Regions from separate parts of the Bombyx mori genome. Here regions 1 and 2 are each linked to region 3. The links are chromatin contacts, called in public Hi-C maps. All regions are on one chromosome and are shown on one strand. Each heading gives the region's core, a stretch centred on a gene start, on an enhancer-like site or on the middle of the called end of the contact. The rest is flanking DNA. Distances are from core to core; before and after follow the strand shown.

Region 1 (2,893 bases), core at 64-2,563, 450 kb before region 3:
GATAGTGTAGGAATTAATGCTCTATAGATGTATACTTCCTGCAACTCCTGGTGATGTAAAGTTAATTTACTGCAATTATTATGAAATTTTATTGATTTATATATTTTATTTTACATTAACATTGATTAAAGTTGGTGCAATTATTGGACCTTTTCCTGGTACAATTATTGGATTACCCTTATAACAGGCTATCTTTTCATTATTTGTTTTTAAATCAGGTGCACAAGTCTCAAATATTTTCTTTTTGGGATTAAGCACAGCTTCAGGCTCTCTAGGATATCCTTCACATACAACCAAATCCCCTGGTATAGCATCAGGTGGAGGTATTAAAACTTCAACTTTTTCAGCAGATGATGCACACATTACCATGGCTTCAGATGTTACACCTCTCATCTAAAAATATATTAAAATTTGGAAATGAATTATACCATATTATAGGTAAGATTTTGTTTACTGAACTATAATATTAATACCTTAACTGGTTTCAAGTTGCAGAGTACCATAACTATTCTTTCTCGCATTTCATCTATTGGAACATGATTTACTAAACCAGACACAACAGTACGTGGATTTTCTTCACCACAGTCTATTTTTTCCACATACAAAGAATCAGCATCAGGGTGTTTACTAATCTCAACAATTTTTCCAATCCGAAAATCTAGTTTCCTTACATCTACTGCTATATCAGCCGATTCACTAGGTTTATCTTTGGGTTTTTTGTTAGAATCTTTGACTTTCTTCTCCTTTTTATCGATAATTGGTTTTTCATTACAAACGGAATCTTGAATAGTTGTAACAATCTTGGTTGTTTCCAGCAGGTCTGTTTTACCAGGTATCGCATACTGCCTCTTTCCGTGTGATATTTCCAAACCTATTAACTCTGCCTTCGCAGCGTTTACCTTCGCCGACAAAGTATTATTTTCTTGTATTAGCTGTTTGATCTTTTCTTCTATTTTAAACTTTTTCACCTCTTCCAGCTTTAGAAAAAAACGTGGAGCGATTACTAATCAAGTGTTTTAAGTGGATTAACATAAACGACATCAGAACAAATTGTTTATTACTCCCAAAGAATAAAATATAATGCTGTATTAGTGCTGGCTAAGGAGCTACATAAAAACCAGGTTTTTTTTAATATGCATTATTAGTATTCTTAAAAACCGTACTTTTTTTTCAAACGAACCTTTTTACGTAATTCGGCTAGCCTTTTTTCAGCTATATCTGCATTATTTATAAGTTTCGTAACTGACTGAGACATATTTCTACGCAATACAAATGACAATTTTAACATAAATGATAAACAAAACGTTAAGATATACAATTCTTATTTTAAGGTTAATTGATAGATAATACAGTACACCGAAGTTTTTTTTTATGGGATTTTATGACCTGGTAACTAAGACCTGTAGGTCAAGTTTTATTTTAATTTTAAAAATACGTAACTTTTTTATATGAAAATGATATTATGAGATGAAAAGAAGTTAAATATTATGAAAGATGGCATGAAGTGAAATGAAAACGAAATGAAATGAAATGAGATGAGATGATATGGGATGAGATGATAAGTATAATCTCAGTAAAATGGCGATCATTTACTGAGACTTTTACAGTGGACTTTTTGGAAGATCCCGAGAAGTAACGTTCAGTATCTTTGTTTCATTTTCCCACATTTGTGCACTTTCACAGATACTAAGTAGTTAATAAACCACCGTTATTACACATTTAAACCTGAAGAAACACTAATGAGACAAAATAAAACAAATCACACAACTTCACTCCTCGCGTTCCCGCCAAAAAGTCCGTACACCGAAGTTGACTTTGTTGTGCCCATATATACACTTAATATATTTGAGTGTGCCCACAGAACACTATAATCTCAATGAAATGGTGGTCATTTACTGAGATTTTTTTCAGTTGACTTTTTGGGGGATCCCAAGAAGTTACGTCCAGCGGCTTTGTTTCATTTTCCCACATTTGTGCACTTTCACAGATATTAAACAGATAATAAACCACCATTATTATATATTTAAATCTGAAGAAACACTAAATAGGCCAATTAAAACAAATCACACAACTTCACTCCTCGCGCTCCCTCCAAAAAGTCCGCTATTATATTGCAACTATAATTTACACTCTATAGAGTACATTTTACATCGCTGCAAGAATGCGTCCCTGACAGTCGGCTCACTGAATTTGGCTCCACCTTTTTTTATTTTCGGATTTTTTTTATTTATAATTATTTGTTCGTCGTTTCTTCGTTAATGTTCGAATGTAAAAATTGTTTGTTCGTCTTTTATTTATTTATAATTACTTAAACAATTGATCACCCTTAAGTTGGCACCTCTTACTAGATATCTTTATTTTTATCATTCAGATTAATTAATTTTGATCAATTATCGTTTGTTCGACGACTTTTGGTGATTGTTCGATCATAAAAACAATTAAATTCGCAATTATTAATTATGTTACATCTAATAAGCAAACCATCACCTCACGCCTACATTGCGCATATATATATTTACAAGTAAAGCTTATAAGCAACAAACAATATGCAGTTATGTTCCTACACCATTCTTTTAAAGTTGAAGCACTTCTCACTGCATCCGGCAGAGCATTTATCTCATTTAATAGACAATCTTACTTTATTGATAAAAAAATATGCCATATTTGTGATAAGTTAAATATATTTTTGTTGTGTTTTCTGTATTGGTATTTTGAGCAAAGAAACTGTAAATGCTACTACTTAACCGTATTTTTAAAGCATGGGTAATTTAAGTAATTTTTTATTAAAATTATGTCTCATGCCGCTTTCTGTTTTGCTACTGTGACATCAGCCCTCGAAAATTTAATCAAATTATCTAATTTTAATCAAGACATATCTCTAGTTACTTTCTAT
Region 2 (2,846 bases), core at 131-2,630, 320 kb after region 3:
GAAAACCAAAGAAACTACTATACTTCACTTACTTTTATCAAACTCAATTTTTTGGTTAAAAATGCTATCTTGATGTATATTTATCTGATCATCTTCACCTAAGTCGTCATCACCATCAAATGAAAAAAACTGAGTTAATGCCAAACTCTGTGTACAATGAAGTCCTCTAATACGGAACCAGCTGGGTTGTACTAAAGCTGCACAGGTTAGCAGAAAAGTAGTGATGTTGAAGAATGCTGCAATTTTATTTAACTCTTTGTCCTTAAAAGAAAAGGGCATTTTAAATTCTGAAAAGAAGAAAGTTATGACATTAGTAAAAAAGAAGTATAGTAGCATAGTAGAAAGTTCAGTGTTGTTCAAAGCTTTGCAAAACAAAAATGTGCACCAACAAAATTATTATAACAATGATAGTTAAATTATATTGGCAGTACCTAATGGATGAGGAAATATTATATTATATATATACATTTTTAAGAGTCTGGTGGATTCTTTATTGTTATAAAAATTACAGCTTTCAAACAATTGTTATAGTGTAAATATAATGTTTTAAAAGAATTGAGAATCTGAAACTTAGTGAATCAATATTAATATTTTTATTTACTATTCTCATGCATGAATTATTTAGTTTAAAAATTTTTAAGATCCATATATACATATTAATCTGATAAAACAAACCTTGCCTAAATATTAGTATCTACATCAAAGTCACTTTTACTTCCTCAACATGAACAATTTGCATACTTTAGTAAAGAAACTGCTAATTACTAGATTCATTTCAAACATTTGTTTTCGTCTAAAAATAGTGATTGCAGGAGGTCTTGGTACAAATCATACCCATTAACTTTTGTTCTAACAAACGTATATATATATATATATATACATAGGATTTAAACGCTTTATACAAAAGTTTTGAATACAGCAGGCAGTCATGGTTATAATTCACACTTACGGTGTTGTATTATCATCGGTTATATTACCTAAGTATTTTCAAAAGAATATTAAATACAATATAAATGACGTCTGTACTAATTTTCACTATTTAAACTACAGTATTAGAACATATAATAAGTCGGTAGTACTAAACAATATCGAACAATTAAGGAAAATCTGCAAAAAACGTCATACCTCGAATCCACGAAAGGCAACCCATTATTTTGCGCTGTTCATTTGCACATTTGAACTAACACTAATAAGAAAATCTACAGAAGTATGTTTCAGATTCAGCGTTCGCTGAATCAGTTACCCTGCTCTTTGTACTGCAATTTAATAATTTATAGATTTCACAAATTAAAATCACTTTTTTATTTTGACATAAATAAAATATTATTGGAACATTTGGAACAGTTCGACTGACAGTTTCGTTCTGGGAGAGTGCAAAATGTCAAAGAAAAGTTGTCAAACGTCAAATGAATTGGCTATAGTCATGTGATATTAATTGGATACCTACTGCTTGTTTTGCTTAACTCTTTTTAGCTTTCGATTTCAACTGTGTTGTAAAAGAGATGGTCAAATCATAGTTTCTTAACTTTAGCTATTTTTAATTTTATACCAAATACTTGATTATGAATGAAATACCTCTACCTTAAGTAAGCATTACCTTTAACTTTCAGCCCGATTGGCTTTACGGCAATAAATAATGAAAAACAAAAATTTCCTCATCCATATTCAAAACGATGTATAATTATTTATTTCTGGAGTAACGCGATACTGGACAAATCTATATAATAATACGTGAAGCAAAAACTTTGCACTTATCCCTTTTTACGAAAATTGCGCAGACGGAGGAGTATGAAATTTTAAACACTTATAGAGAATATAGAGAAGAAGTGCACAATGCTAATATTTTTTGAAAACAATGCATAAAAGATACATTAAATCAATAAAGAAAACATTACACACACTACATACCATGTATTTGACGCACACACGCATGCATACTATTTATTGTTAAACTTTTGTTCTTGACGTCTGTTGTCAAATTGATAATAGCTTAAATATTGTTTGTCTTTGTTAATATTTTTTATAGTGTAGTCTTGGCGAAATTTGTAATTATAGAAGTATAAAATACAATTATAATAGTGTACAAACTTACAATTCCAATTAATTATAGTCGAATTTCGACTACTGCGGGACCTCTAGTATTAATTAATATCTAAAACTAATAAATAGCTAGAATTTTTCTAAGTAATTTAAGGCTAGAGCATACTCACAATAGTGGGTTTAACAATATTAAAGCTATTGTTTTATAGATTTAAGCTTACAGTTTCAACATTTTCATATACCAGGATTATTTAGAATGGGCTTTATGTGAAGTCGAAGTTGTTGACGAGAAAGTTTATGGAGAGACAGCTGACAATGAGCCTTTTAGTACCTGTACAGAAAGTTACATAATTTTTATTTATGGTTTTTTTTGTTTCTGTCGATCAAAATATGCACCCATAGTATCGATACATCTCTGCCAGCGCGGCGCCGTGGTAATGTTTCAATGCCCTACTTGAAGAAGTCAAGTGTACGGGAACTAAAAAACTCTTCAAAGGCATTTTAAAAAAAATGTTGCCAAAAAGTTGTCCCAACTTTGGAAAAGCTGTCTGTTGCTGTTAGGTGTGGTGAGTATGGTGGATAACGCAAAACTTACAATTCTAACTCTTGTAGCTTAGAGACCGTCTGTTGTGCCGTATGAGGTCGATCGTTATCGCAGCAAGGACAAGGGGTTAACCAAGGCTGGCCAGAGATTCGGGAGCTTCTCCATCATTGTGCCTAGTTCATCACAGTCCACATTCGCAGTAATGCTGGTGCTATTTGGTAAGAAGCTGCGATTAATTATACTGGCACCATACTACCAAACA
Region 3 (2,700 bases), core at 57-2,556:
TATAAACGATATTTAGTGCTTGGGCCATCATATATATATTAAAGCTAAGTCTCAGTTGTTATTGGTTTTAATGTTTTTTTTTGATAACATAGAAATACATGTAAAAATCTGTTGTTTTGGAAATAATGGGACGTCTCAGGTACAAATAACAACGAAAAGGGGGTCAATTGGGATGAGAATGAGTTCAATGGGAACGACTTAAGTATAAATAAATACAGGTTTGTAGGGTTGCCTATGTAGTTATAACAATCTTTTTTAAATGTGTTGGTAAGAATCTAGTTTATTTATGATATTTTTATCTAGAACTTTTTTTAATTACTAATGTGTTATTTTATTGTTTGGAAAATATTTATATTATCAGTTACGTGTTGGTTTGAAAGAGCCTTATAAGAGATATGATCCCTTAATATTAAAAACATCAATGCCTATGAAATTAAGAATAAGTCTATAGTTGAAATAGCTAAGCAATTTAATATAAGTAAGTTGGTTTTGCACAGACATGTAACAACAACAATGAAATCTCAAGGTGGACAAAAATGTTTAAATGAAGAAGCAGAAAAATACATAATAAATGAATAAACCCATGCATGAATATATAATAAATGACTTACGCTTCATAATAAAGGGATATTTAGATCGAATTATATATAAAATATATATAATGCTCTCGTACGCAGTACATTAGAATATTGCTGCATTGTTTGGAAACCTTATTATGAGATATACAAGAAACGATTGGAAAGTGTCCAGAAACGGTTTCTATGGAACTTGTCTTACAGCTACAGTCTGGGTAGGAAGTTACCCAGCTATGGAGACATACTTCGTCACTTTAATCTTGACTCTATTTTTAACCGGAGGAAACTAATGGGTGGTATATTTCTATACAAATTAATCCATGGAATAACCGACACACCTAACCTCTTAAACCAGATAATAATATTATATATAAATGATCACTTTGTTGGTGCAACTAAATAAATAAATAAATTAATTAATAAAAACCAAGTGGTGGCAGTCCTAGCAAAATTATTAATTGACACTAATTTCAACCCCATTAACCCCAATTTCCGGGTAAATAGGGATATCACAACTTTTTGCTTAAACTGGAATGCTAATTGCATAGTTTTAAATTGAGTAACAAAGATACCCCCAAGATTCAATAATTTTGATCCTGATATAGCATTTTATACATCAACAACTACATACCTTAAAATTGTCCAAGTTGGGATTTGTCCCCCCGTTTTACCGGTACTTACAAACTGACTGTAAATTCAACACTGGCAATAACAGCATTGCCATAATGAAATAAACAGAAAGAAAGGTCAGTGACTGTTCTGTCAGGGAATAGCGCTTTGTTTTTAAATTTCGAGTAATATTCACTGCATTGTTCATTTTCTAATGCGCATTGATTGAAAAATATTCATTATTTTGTATTATCTTGTGCTTTTGTTGTGCTTTGTTCTGTTATAAATTGCTCTTATTCCGACTAGCGTTCTAAAATAAAATTAAAATTCTATTGTCTAATGATGTCTGGATCCGATTCTCATAAGTCAGAAACTACGAAAGACAATATATCCACAAATTCCATTGATGAAGGACTACCTCGAGAACTTAGTCAACTAAGTCTTTCCAGTTCATCTAGTCAAGATGAGTTCTTTTGTGATAAGGGACACGCTGAAGTAGCCTTAAAAAATATTTACGGATACTATCAATCACAGAAATTGTGCGACGTATTTTTAATCGCAGATGGATGCAGGTAAGCTTATATATTAGTTATAAATTCGGTTATTTTGGCTTTGATTCGAAGCTATTTTAAATAATGCAATTATGCTTTAAAAAACAAGGTTTAAAACATATAGTTTTAAATACATTTCATTCGCTTTTGACTACATAGGGTAAAGATACTGAGCTTCCAGAAAAAAAAAAATTGGCTTGTAAATTGAAATTATTGAAACTATATTAAACTTTATTTTAAAAGAGCTCTTGAAATTACAAAAATCATAAGACAGTATTTATTACAGTATATTTATCCTTGCATAGAAATTAACAAAGAATAAATATGAAACAAATCATACTATCCATATAAAAATATGATTTGTTTGAATAACTTAGTCATAACTTGAAAGTCACAATTTTGAATAACTTACTGCCAAGTTAATCAAAGATGAGAGAATAAAATTTTCAATATTTTTGTTTTATTTTAGGATACCAGCACACAAAGTATTATTGGCATCATGCAGTGAGTACTTTGCAGCCATGTTTACGGGTTCACTGCGTGAGGCTCAGCTAACGGAAATAACACTTGAGCGCATTGACTCACAGGCACTACAGGCTCTTGTTCACTATTGCTACACAGGCACAATAGGTTAATTTATTAGCCATTAATATACTAGATACAAATAAAAGATCAAATTTTTCCTTTCTTAGTGATGCAGATAAATACCCACAACATATCTTATTATATTTCTGTAGATGGTCTGTTTAGTTTATGGTCTACCTAGTTAAGTGATTATTGAGGGCCAAAGACAAAACAATTTAAATGCCACCACCTACCTTGAGACAGAATAGAAAAGTCTCAATATAGATCATAATGCCTATGTTGTCCTTCAAACTGAAACACCAGATTACTATACAGTAGAAAAAGGCAGGATCGTGATACTATTAACTATTACTACTACCTCTACAAGCCACAATACACCC

The links. Hi-C and Micro-C count contacts between places; a contact is called where the count stands out from the background.
Region 1: a contact with region 3 is called in a Hi-C map of middle silk gland, with 1.7 times the contacts expected there. The contact joins the promoter of LOC692809 here to the promoter of LOC101742855 in region 3. A contact is called at or near these places in 2 of 7 Hi-C or Micro-C datasets (middle silk gland and posterior silk gland).
Region 2: a Hi-C map of middle silk gland shows a contact between it and region 3, with 2.1 times the contacts expected there. The contact joins the promoter of LOC101741506 here to the promoter of LOC101742855 in region 3. A contact is called at or near these places in 2 of 7 Hi-C or Micro-C datasets (middle silk gland and whole pupa).

Annotation. Positions count from the first base shown.
Region 1 is chr23:7,204,609-7,207,501 of ASM3026992v2, forward strand. It overlaps LOC692809 (endothelial-monocyte activating polypeptide II), which reads right to left and starts at 1,314. Exons shown (of 3, transcript NM_001046656.1): 1 at 1,181-1,314; 2 at 474-977; 3 at 69-393. The coding sequence starts at 1,288. The coding sequence ends at 106.
Region 2 is chr23:7,973,776-7,976,621 of ASM3026992v2, forward strand. LOC101741506 reads right to left here and starts at 1,381. Exons shown (of 4, transcript XM_004932571.4): 1 at 1,126-1,381; 2 at 33-287. The coding sequence starts at 1,150.
Region 3 is chr23:7,652,518-7,655,217 of ASM3026992v2, forward strand. LOC101742855 (kelch-like protein 5) reads left to right here and starts at 1,307. Exons shown (of 10, transcript XM_038019222.2): 1 at 1,307-1,756; 2 at 2,205-2,239. The coding sequence starts at 1,524.